Linked DNA regions of Gossypium hirsutum: all the other regions are linked to region 2. Evidence: chromatin contacts called from public Hi-C data. All regions are on one chromosome and are shown on one strand. Each heading gives the region's core, a stretch centred on a gene start, on an enhancer-like site or on the middle of the called end of the contact. The rest is flanking DNA. Distances are from core to core; before and after follow the strand shown. Region 1 holds the start of LOC121205395. Region 2 holds the start of LOC121205796 (cytokinin riboside 5'-monophosphate phosphoribohydrolase LOG1). Region 3 holds the start of LOC107917540 (auxin-responsive protein SAUR50).

Region 1 (3,481 bases), core at 816-3,315, 140 kb before region 2:
GTCCGTTAATTTATTCAAAAAAGAAAAACAAAATTATTTAAATTGAAATTAAAATTTTTTTATGTAACCATCAAATATTTAATTTGGCGCAACAGGAATCAGCTGCCACGCATGCGGTTAAGCAGTTGAGCTAACAAACATTATAATTCAATTCCAAAAAGAAAGGGCTTTTATCTCGTGTGGCACAACGTAAGATCAAAGTTTATGTACACTGTTAATGAGCATCGTTAGATTACACTAATTCTATGAAAATAATGATATTTTGAGTTTTCATATCACTCCAGATTCAAGTGCTTTGTAAATGACTACGAAACAAGGAAGGATAGCCCTTGGATTAAAGACAACTAACTCCTCCAGATTGGAGTAAACCCCGGCGTACGCAGCTACAGAGTCGTACGAACCAGCCGAGGAAGATACGCCGCTGCTATTCTCGTCCTCCAACGGCGGCGCTTCATCCGCCACTCGCTTCACCCTTCCCGCGATCACACGGCAAACCAGCATGGCCCTACGTCCGTCCGTACGCTTAATTGAGTCGTGGGCCCTACCGCTACTAGCCGTTGTGACGACACCCTTGAATTCTGCGGCTGGCGCGGTCCCTTCGCCTTTGTTTTGGAACCCTTGTCTGATAATGGTGCAGACGCCGCAGCCGGGAATGGAGCCGCACAAGCTGGAGGAGCCGCGCGCGCCGAGGGAGCAGGACAAGGTTGTGCAATGGAAACGGAGGAGTTCGTTGCCGTCAGCGGCGCACCTGGGGTTCTTTCTGGTGCTATTAAGGGCGCGCGTTTTCACCGCGTCGCGGCAGTCCTCGAACCGTTGGATGGTGCGTTGGTTGTTGTGGACTTTCAATATCCGTTCGATCTTACAGATCGGATTGTCCTTCTTTAGCCAGCTGGATTTGAAAATAATTTCCACAATGTTCCGGCCCGAATCTTCTGGACCCAACTCCGAAACTAAACCAACAAAAGACTGGGATCAAATTAAAAGAAAAGAATAAACATTAATTTCACTTGTCGGTGGGGCACGGTCCTCACAAAACCCTGCATATTTAGCGCTACCATAAACACTACTTGCCACGTCATTGCCTCAGTCTTTTCCGAAATGGGTGGTGGGCAATTTAACCCACTGATTTGTCAAAGTTGCAAAGTTTTCATTTTAATTTCTGTAACTTTGGATAAACAATTTTAATGACTAAGTAATACTCTATCTAGTCAATTTCAGGAATATAAAATAGGTATAGAAATTACAGTACCTGCATGGCGAACTGCTTGATGAAGTTCCAAGCTTTCAATTTCTGGGAACACCTCTCCGCACTGTGAGCAGGCACAGATGCTTGTTCTTGACGATGGATACCTGCAATTTTTCACATTTTCTAAATAAAGTTCTGGAAAATGAGAAAAAAAATTCAAATTATTTTTTTCTATATTTATATAAATAGTATACCTGCTAGGGTCAACGATCGTATGACATTCATAACACCCAGAAAGCTTCCTGAATTGAATAGCTCTTGAAGAAGACGAGGTGGTGGTGCTGTTATTGGATCTTGTTGACCCCGACAAGGACCGTGACGACGACCCATTAACAGCTTTGCGTCTGAGCAGCGCAGTTTCTTGACCTAATGTGCTACTCTCAGGTGAGTTATCAGCTCTGTGAACAACCCTCGTGTTTCCATGAACGACGTCCCTGAAGCTGCAGATGGAGCTACAAGAGGAACCCAGTTTTGAGTAGCCATGTTGATGATGATGAGGCGGCGCCGGGTTATTGTTCTTCGAAGGGTCGTGGACTTTGGACCCTTCCATCTGTTTGCAAGTGAGCAAGTTCTTGATTTGATCCCAAGAAGACGTGGTGGGCTGCTTTTGCCTTTTCACTTGCTTTCTGCGGCGCTTCGGCGGTTGTTTCATGGGCTCCGCCGCCGCCTCCGGCAAGAAAGTCAGCAGAGCCATAATAAAAAATAATACAAGTGTAGATTCAGCTCTCTCTCTTTTCTTATAATTTTTGTGGGAAATGGGGTGGGATCTGAGAGTGGTAATAAGGAGGAAAATTGAGGCGGGTGGGAGTGGGGTCGCTGCCTATTTATTGCATTAATGTTGTTATTATTATTATTATATAACTCTCTCCTTTAACTGTGTACAAGTGCTTAAGTTTTGGACCACTTGATACAAGTCACGACGTGACGGTCCATCTAATGATTTTGGACTCCATCAATGGAGAAGTCATCCGATCGAACGGTTCTCCACTATTTTAGTGAATGGCCGGCACTTTATTTATGGTTTTCAGACGTCTATGAGGGCCTTCGTCTCACTATCATTTCTTTAATTGATAATATTTAGGGTGTAAGTCTTTAGAAAAGTTGAAGTTGAAAATATAATAAATTTGATTGAAACTCAGTCGATATTAGTTATTTCTTAAAAGTTCTAGCAAGGTTGAATTCAGGAAGCTAATGTTCTTACCATGCATTGTTAATTAGAGGTTTGGAAGTCTTAAGATAATTTTATCAATTTATCTTTAATTTTTAATAGAAATTTTGACTAAAATTTTATTTCTTTTAATGATGTTAGTGTGCTAACTCATATGATATTTTCGTGTTCACATAACGAAAATAATTTTAAAAACTTTTGTATGTAAAAAAAAAACCATAAAAAAAGAGAAAAAATCAATTAAGTCATTGTATTAAATTCACACAAAATTAAGCCCTGCCATTAATTAAAATAATCAATTAAGCCATCAGTTAATGAAATTTATGGTTAACCATGTTGATCATTAAAGTAAATTGATAAACCAATCAGATGGTGATATATGATAACTTTTGACTTGCTATAGTAATTTTCTCATAATAAATGATTAAAAATCACTAAAAATTATTAAAAAATTGATATAAATTTATAAAAGTTATAAAAAAATAACTTATAAATATTATAAAATTCTAATAAGTTATAAAATTTTATAAAAATTAATAAAATTTATTAAAAATTTTATAAAAATGTATAAGAATTCTTAAAAAATTATAAACATTTAAATTTTTTTAAAAATATTAAAATTGATATAAACTTATAAAAAGTATAAAAAAATCATAATTTTTTTTAAAAATTACAAAAATCAAATAATTATAAAAAAATAAAATTAATAAAATATATTTAAAATTCTATAAAAATTAATAAAAACTTATAAATAATATAAAAATTTTAATAAAGTATAAAAAATTGTAAAAATTATTAAAAGATATAAAATTTTTAATTTTTAAAAAAGTCATTTAAACCCCTAAAAATACATGACATCATACCAACTGTTGGATAATGAGAATAGTCATCATATCATTACTCTCATTTTCATGTTGAATAAAATTTTCTCGATCTTCCACAAATAAAGCGATAGTTGTGGGGCCCTCTCTTTATTATTGATAACTTATTTTTAAAAAAAATTTATCTCCAATTTTTTATGTACGATAAAACAAAGCATTTTTGGTACATTTAGTTATTATCAAACA
Region 2 (3,998 bases), core at 20-2,519:
CCTGGTAAGGCAATAAAGGCATCAGCTTGACGAGCCATTTCAGCTTTACGTTGGTGCATTCCTGATACAGCTCTTACTTCTCCCACGGTCTCGCCTGTTATCTGAAATTAAACAATCCAAATTTTTATAAAAGGTTTTTGATAATCAACAGGAGACGCAAGTTCAATTAGTGTTGATTTTTACCTCTCTTGGCATCAGTGTCTTGGGAATTACCCTACAGGGAATTGAAAGAAAGGGGTTATAATTATAGTCCCTGGCCTGCAACTGAAACTTCAAACTGTAGAATAACAATATAATTTACCCCAACACGTGGCGGCCGCCATCAAAGACAGCTTGAGAGACGAGCCCCATCAAGCCAATGCTTCCTCCACCATAAACCAAGTCAATGTCCCTTTCAACCTGCACGTTTTATTTTATCCATTATTAAAACTTTACGTCTTTAATTCCCTGCAATTACTCCTTTACATACGGTAAACCACACTATTTTATTCGTTTCAGCTTTTCCACATTAATTTCCTCCTCTATTCCAAACCATCACGGAGCAAATCAGACGATGACTTTACAACTCATCAGCCGTAGATACATATAATCAAAACTCAAACTGCAAAACAAGTTTTCTCAAAGTAAAAGAGAAGAACCCAGAATTTATATGTACCAGTTGTTGGCCAAGTTGAATAGCAGCAAGCTGGTAGCTAGGATTCTTGCCAGGACTGCTACCACAGAAGACGCATACACGCTTGAATCTTGAATTGTGGTGATGATTTTCCATAATAGGAAAGGCTTCAAATAGTAATTCTGGTTCCTGTTTGCTCAGTGCAACAAGAGTCAGCAGCAAACTGTTGAGAAATCAAAGGCCAAAAGTACAGGGAGGAATGAAAGAAAATGGTGTGATGGTTTGCCATTTTATATATGAAATCACACTGAATGCCCCCCATTGCCCCACTATCCAACACATCACCTCCCTACGTCCCTGTCAAACTCTCTTCTCATCACAAACACTGTGCAGGCTCGGTTGAGCTATCATTTTATTCTCTTTGTAATTTCATCCCTCCCCTTTCCCTTGTTTTGTGGATTCAACTACGCCTTAATTCACGATAGTTTCTCACTGATTTAAATTAAAATGGCTCACTCGCACACTTATCTAAGATGATCAACTCCAACAACCAATAAACACTAGCTTATACTCCCCAAATCTATTTACTCCTTCATTCCCACTCTATATCATATATATATAAAATATCATTTTGCATGATGATCTATTCAATGTTTTAATTTAGGCATTAATATATCAAATGTAAAAAAAATAAATTATACTCTTTATCTTTTTCTGTTACACTATAATCCCCATCGTAGTTTTTTTTAAAAAAAAAAAGAGAAGATTTCATATTTTCTAATAAATATCATTATTATCTGTACAAATAATAAAATATTAGATTAATTTGATTTCACAAATTACTAGATACCAATTTAATTGAAAAAATTATCAAATCACCCCTAATTAAGAAAATACAATAATTTTTATCTTATTAAATTCAAAAAAGATATAACCAACAAATTTATTATGTAAAAAAAACAACATTCACATACCCATTATTATTTATGTAGTTTCTCATCATTATAAAAAGTCCATTTCCTTTTCTTTTTTTTAATAAAGGGAAATACTGTCATTTATGTATGATATATTATTTTCTTAAAGGCAATTTTTTTAGTGTGATAAATTTTAATATAAATTAATTGAATTAAAAAATATAGAGAGAATATAATTTGACAAGCTTTTAATTAAAATGATTGGATAAGACTAATGGAAGAAATTAGTCTTTAATTCGAAATATAGTGATTTAGAATAAAGTATTGACGTGACAACACTTTTATATAGGAATATGAAAGACAAAAAAGGGATTAAACAAAATCAGAGATAGCTCCACCACACTTTTTCTCATTTAAAAAAAAAATCAAAATCTTTAGCCGAGGATCTTGGCTTAAAACAACATGGTAATCAAACATTATCTTAGAATAAACAGTTTGAATTTTGGAATTTGGTCTCATTTGTTTCTGTGGGGTTGAATTAACCTTTGGAAATGAAAAAAAGAAAAACAATTTGTGCAGTGGGACAATAATTAATTGTTCAATAATTTCTGAGAGAGAGAAGTTTGTCCTCTGATAGTAAATGTCCCACAAGCTGGAGATTATATATAATCTGCCCATGTTAATTATGTAAGAAAAAACTAAATGTTTGACAATGAAAACAGGCTGCCTGCAAACTAAGAAAAATTGCAAAATTGATGATGAAGGTGGGAGGGAGATCTTGGAAATTGAGGATTGGAAATTGGAGAAAAAGAAATTATTAGATTTCATTTTTTTTAAAAAAAATTAGGAACAAGTCGAATTGTGGACACGTGATACCATGAATTCTAGTCTGTCCCACTAGGACAACTATATGATCAAAGAGGCCGAAAGGTATTAAGGAAGGTTCCAAGTGTACGTGCACATGTATTAACTCCTCGAAAATAAAATGACTTAAAAACAACTCTAAAAAAACGATTTACAACAGTTGGGTATCCATAAGGTTGGAAAGAGATGGATTAAATAAAAAGATTCAGTAGTCTTATTTTATATTTAAAAGAGTTGGGAAGGGAAGGGTTAAGATCCTTTTTGTACGATAAGAGGAGAGAGATTGGGAAGTATAGATATGTGTGTGAAACAGCTGTATTGGTGGTTGCGACTTATGCTGCTGTCTCTGATTCGACAGTCTGGGCCTCCCTTTCACTTCAACTGGATTTCATCTTCATGTTTCCATTTTCTTTTCATTACTAAATTCATTATCTGATTTGATACGGGTAATTTATTCTAAATATTTAAAATAAAAATTTTGTAATTTAGTTACTTATATTACATTATTTTAGTTACTTCCCTATATCTCACATTATATATTTTTTTTAAGTTTTGATTTTTCACCTACTAATTAATAAAATCCATGTCCTTCCAATTCATTAAATATTTATTATTTCAATCACTCAAACTTCTAATTTAATTTAAATGTGGTATAACCCTAAAAAATTTGATATATTTGTTAAAGAGTCTCAGATACACTTGAGTTTGGGCAAAGTTTTTTGCACCTTAGCTCGATCCAGTCCAACTTAAATTCTATTTAAATAATAAAAAATATTTTTAAATTTAAATTTAATTATAAAATATATAAAACATCAATTAAAAATGTATTTTTTTATATTTTATTAATTTTTAATAGTAAAATGGGCTTTTTGGGTGCCTCGACCCGAAAGCGAGCATGGTCTTCAAAACTTTTGTAATCGAGCCCCAACCCGACTTGATTCAAGAACAACTCTATTCTCAACACATTACTACCCAACTTCCACCATTCATCAACATCAAACAAGTGCCATGGGTCGCAATTCAAAGCTTGTGACCATCACATAAAAGATGTCTCATAAAGGTCTACATATAAAATGGGGCTCATTTAACTCACAACAGTTGGTCTGATTCAAAGAACAAGTGACAAGGCCTATCTACTTGAAGTTTTGATAGCCTAGTGAGGCAATTATGAGAAATTAGGCTACCTTGGTAAATAAGGAAAGTAATCTTATAAGATATGTAATCTGATAAGATTTCATTTTGTAATCTAGGAGTTATGTAAATCCCTTAATTGCAAATATATTTTGATCTTATCCGTCGATATAAGTCAATCTATACCGTCAATTTTGGAGGAGTTCAACTATAAATAGAAAGCCTCCCCTTAGTTGTAAATCACCCATTGTTTTGTATTCTTGGACAGAAAGAATATAATTGAGAGCATTTACTCAAACACCTCTCGTGCATTGTTTTTATGTGATTATTATGTTCTTTTGAACATTATTTTGGCTTGAGTTTGCTTCTTGTGCCTTAGAAGAATTCTACAAGAATCCTCACTTTGTGGGAGTTAGGCTGATTTAGGCACATTCGGAACAAGGAATCGCCTAAGGCCACATAAATTGCGAGATTGA
Region 3 (3,449 bases), core at 165-2,664, 170 kb after region 2:
GTACTTGTCAAACATTTTACCAATTACTTCAATATACTAACAATGTTATTTAATAATCAATGTATGACCGACATGTGAAAGATGATATGATATTTTTTGTGTTTTATATGTTCAATTACTTTTAGTTTTAATTAATTAATTAAAAATAATAAATTTCTTTTAATTTGGGGTTTTTAAAAATCTTTTTTTTTCTTATTTAATATAAATTCGTTAAGCATAGCCCAATACCTATTTTTTGACATAAATTTCCTCTAATACTGACAATATATTTGTAGCATAACATAAAATTTATTTTTTGCGTAATTTGTATAACGTTTAATAAATTTAGGTACCAAATTGGGCCTAAAAAAAGTTTAGGTATCAAATTAGGAAAAAGTGTAAAGTTCAGGTACCAAATTGGGCCAAAAAAAGTTCAGGTACCAAATTGGGACAAAAAAAGTTTAGGTACCAAATTAGAAAAAAGTGTCAAGCTTAGGTATCAAATGTTATATTAAGCCTTTCGAAAATGAGCAAATTGATCACTTTCAAAAAAAAATTCAAAATATTTTTTAAAAATCAAAATATTTATAAAAAAAATCAACTTTTCATATATATTTTTAAAAATTAAAAATTAAAAATTCTAAAAAAATTTTAAAAATGCTTAAAAATTAAAATAATTAAAATAATAATTTTGATGATCTAAACAAGTAAATTGCCAATTTAAGCTTATCATACTAAAATACCTTTTTTTATTATTTCACTTTAAAAGAGTTTCTAAATATATATGATTTTAAATTTATATGCTTAATATGGAACTAGTTATATATTGTAACAAGATTTTATTTTGATAAGTTTAATTTTTTAATTTAACTGAAACAATTTCACTCGACTCAATTCAAAAAAAATTAATTGAATTAGGATGATAAAATATAACTTATCAACTCAAATTCACTTAATTTTACCTGATTTAATCCAACTTCACCCTATGTACTATAGAAAATGCAACTCTCTCTAATTTTTAACCCTCGGAAATTAGCATCCCGTGGAAGAAATTTCACTTAATGGATAGCAAGAAAGCAAGGTAAGAAGTCTTAACTCTTATATTGCTAAATCAGTAACATTTAAAATTGGAAGATATTTTAAAGAGCGTAGGAGTATATACGTAAGTAGGAATAAGAAGCATGGGAAGGACAAGGGGCTGGACTTGGTGGTTAGTTCTCAAGCAAGTAGTATAGAGAAGAATTAGTTTGGTTGGAAGCTTGAAAAAGTTGACGAAGGCAGGTGAGAGAGAAAGAGGGACCATGATGTCCTTTGGGAGGGCAACATTGGGGTTTTAAACCCAATGCGTTGCCTTCAGGGATGTCTTGTGACCTCATTTTCAGACCCCCCCCCCCTCATCCCAAAACCATACCCATCTCTCAACTTTGTCCCCACAACCCCACATGACTTTGTTTCTCAATCTCCTTGAAAATCTATTGGCTCACCATATATACCCTCCTTACCTCTTTTAAACACACCTCTCTTTTTCCTCTCAACTCTTATTTGCAATCCCAAAAGAGAATGGCTATCAGCAGGAAATCAAACAAATTGGCACAAACAGCAATGATAAAGCAAATCCTGAAAAGATGTTCCAGCTTAGGGAAGAAACAAAGCTACGCTGATGAACAAGGACTCCCTTTGGATGTCCCGAAAGGTCATTTTGTGGTATATGTTGGTGAAAACAGAAGCAGATATATAGTTCCCATCTCCTTCTTGACCCGACCCGAGTTTCAAAGCTTGCTTCATCAAGCTGAAGAAGAATTCGGGTTTGATCACGACATGGGCCTCACCATTCCTTGTGAAGAAGTTGTTTTCCAGTCTCTAACGTCCATGCTCAGATAATAAGACTGTTTTTATATGGTTAGGCTTTTAAATGGAGGATATATATGAAATTAAGGTGAAGCTGCTTCATTGCTTCTCTTTTTATTAGATTTTCCCTTTATTATTTTTCTTTATTATTTTTTTTTGTTAACTGATATGACCCAAAAACCCATGAATATTGTTTGATTTTATGTGGGTTTTTTTAGATTTGTAAATCTGAGAAAAACTTGAAATATTTTCCTCACTGAGGTGTGGCTTGTATGTATTATCAACTACCAATGTACCTGTGAGAGAGTGAAAATTTATCAAGGATTTGGGGCCATTCTTTTTATCTTATTTTCTTTCCTATTTTTCTACCCAATTGAACAGTTAAACCGTTAAGGACTGTTATAAGAAAATATATATATGTACATCAGATAGCTGATTCGAATATTTTGCCAGACATGAAATGAAACCAAAACGAATATTAAAACAAAAAAAAAATGAAATTAAGAAAAGAAAATTAAAAAGGTTAAAACAAACAAAGTTAGCTTCTTTTTTTGTTTGTGTTTGGTGAAAGACCTTTGGTGAACAAAAAAAGCTAAAAAGAAAGAAAAAAAAATATACTTGTGCTGGTTTCCATTGGTCATTGCCAACATCCAATCTTATTTAAGTTTCACTTCTTTTTCCCACCACACACAATGTGCATCACTCAGCTGTCTGTAACAGTAAACTGTAAAGTAGCAGTGTGTATATCTAGATGCATAACTCAGTAATTTTTTATTTAAATTTATTCAACGATTCAAATTGCCCATAAATATCATTGAAAAATATTAAAAAACATATATTTTGTTTAATAACGGTAGCTTTGAAAAGTATAATTAAATAATCATAAAATGTAAAGTGTAATGATAAAATATATTACATGTCTACGAGAGAGATGCAATGAAGAGGAGAAGCTAAAAACTTTAAACATTTATCGTAAAACGGATATAAAAAATATAAAAAAATCACTAGTGATTAATGAATTATAGGTGGGATTTTAATTAAAATTTTTGATGTTTTCCTAAAGTTATAGTAATATCAAACTGAAACAAAGATTTAAGCGAAACAAAAATTGAAAAAAGTTGTAATAAAAAAAAATAAAAGAAGCTTGATAGATTTGGTGTTAGTTTAAATGCTACTTTAAATGACATTAACTGGATTGGGGATTTCTTTATTTAATGGAATGCATGCGGCCGTACGTTGAATGTATACAATATGGTTGGTTTACGATTTAGGTTTTGCTTACAAGGACTAGCCTTTACTTAAGACTTCAAAATTGGAATATAAAATTTTACGTGGATAATGTTTCGGTTTAATTAGTTACACCCATTAATTTATATTCCGCGTTAAATAGGAGTTTGTCCATGCAATCCTAATAATTAGGGGAAGAATGAATCATAAAATGAAGACAAAGGTTCACAGGGGTAATAGTATATTATGAATCTCTGGGATCAATTTTTGTTGGAAAAAGTTAAGGTTCAAATCTTATTTGTAAATTAGGGTTTGGTGAATTTTGTTTTTATGTGTTATTTTTCCATTCCATCTCTCATGTTTAATCTAATCTAATAATATTGTCTCTTTCAATT

What was found. Hi-C and Micro-C count contacts between places; a contact is called where the count stands out from the background.
Region 1: a Hi-C map of leaf shows a contact between it and region 2, with 1.8 times the contacts expected there. The contact joins the promoter of LOC121205395 here to the promoter of LOC121205796 in region 2. A contact is called at or near these places in 8 of 34 Hi-C or Micro-C datasets (anther, callus, leaf and 1 more).
Region 3: a contact with region 2 is called in a Hi-C map of leaf, with 2.5 times the contacts expected there. The contact joins the promoter of LOC107917540 here to the promoter of LOC121205796 in region 2. A contact is called at or near these places in 2 of 34 Hi-C or Micro-C datasets (both in leaf).

Annotation. Positions count from the first base shown.
Region 1 is chrA01:22,059,289-22,062,769 of Gossypium_hirsutum_v2.1, forward strand. LOC121205395 reads right to left here and starts at 2,066. Exons shown (of 3, transcript XM_041076064.1): 1 at 1,441-2,066; 2 at 1,250-1,350; 3 at 147-950. The coding sequence starts at 1,940. The coding sequence ends at 271.
Region 2 is chrA01:22,195,685-22,199,682 of Gossypium_hirsutum_v2.1, forward strand. LOC121205796 (cytokinin riboside 5'-monophosphate phosphoribohydrolase LOG1) reads right to left here and starts at 1,270. Exons shown (of 7, transcript XM_041076073.1): 1 at 656-1,270; 2 at 302-399; 3 at 184-214; 4 at 2-101. The coding sequence starts at 769.
Region 3 is chrA01:22,364,513-22,367,961 of Gossypium_hirsutum_v2.1, forward strand. It overlaps LOC107917540 (auxin-responsive protein SAUR50), which reads left to right and starts at 1,415. Exons shown (of 1, transcript XM_016846869.2): 1 at 1,415-2,170. The coding sequence starts at 1,540. The coding sequence ends at 1,860.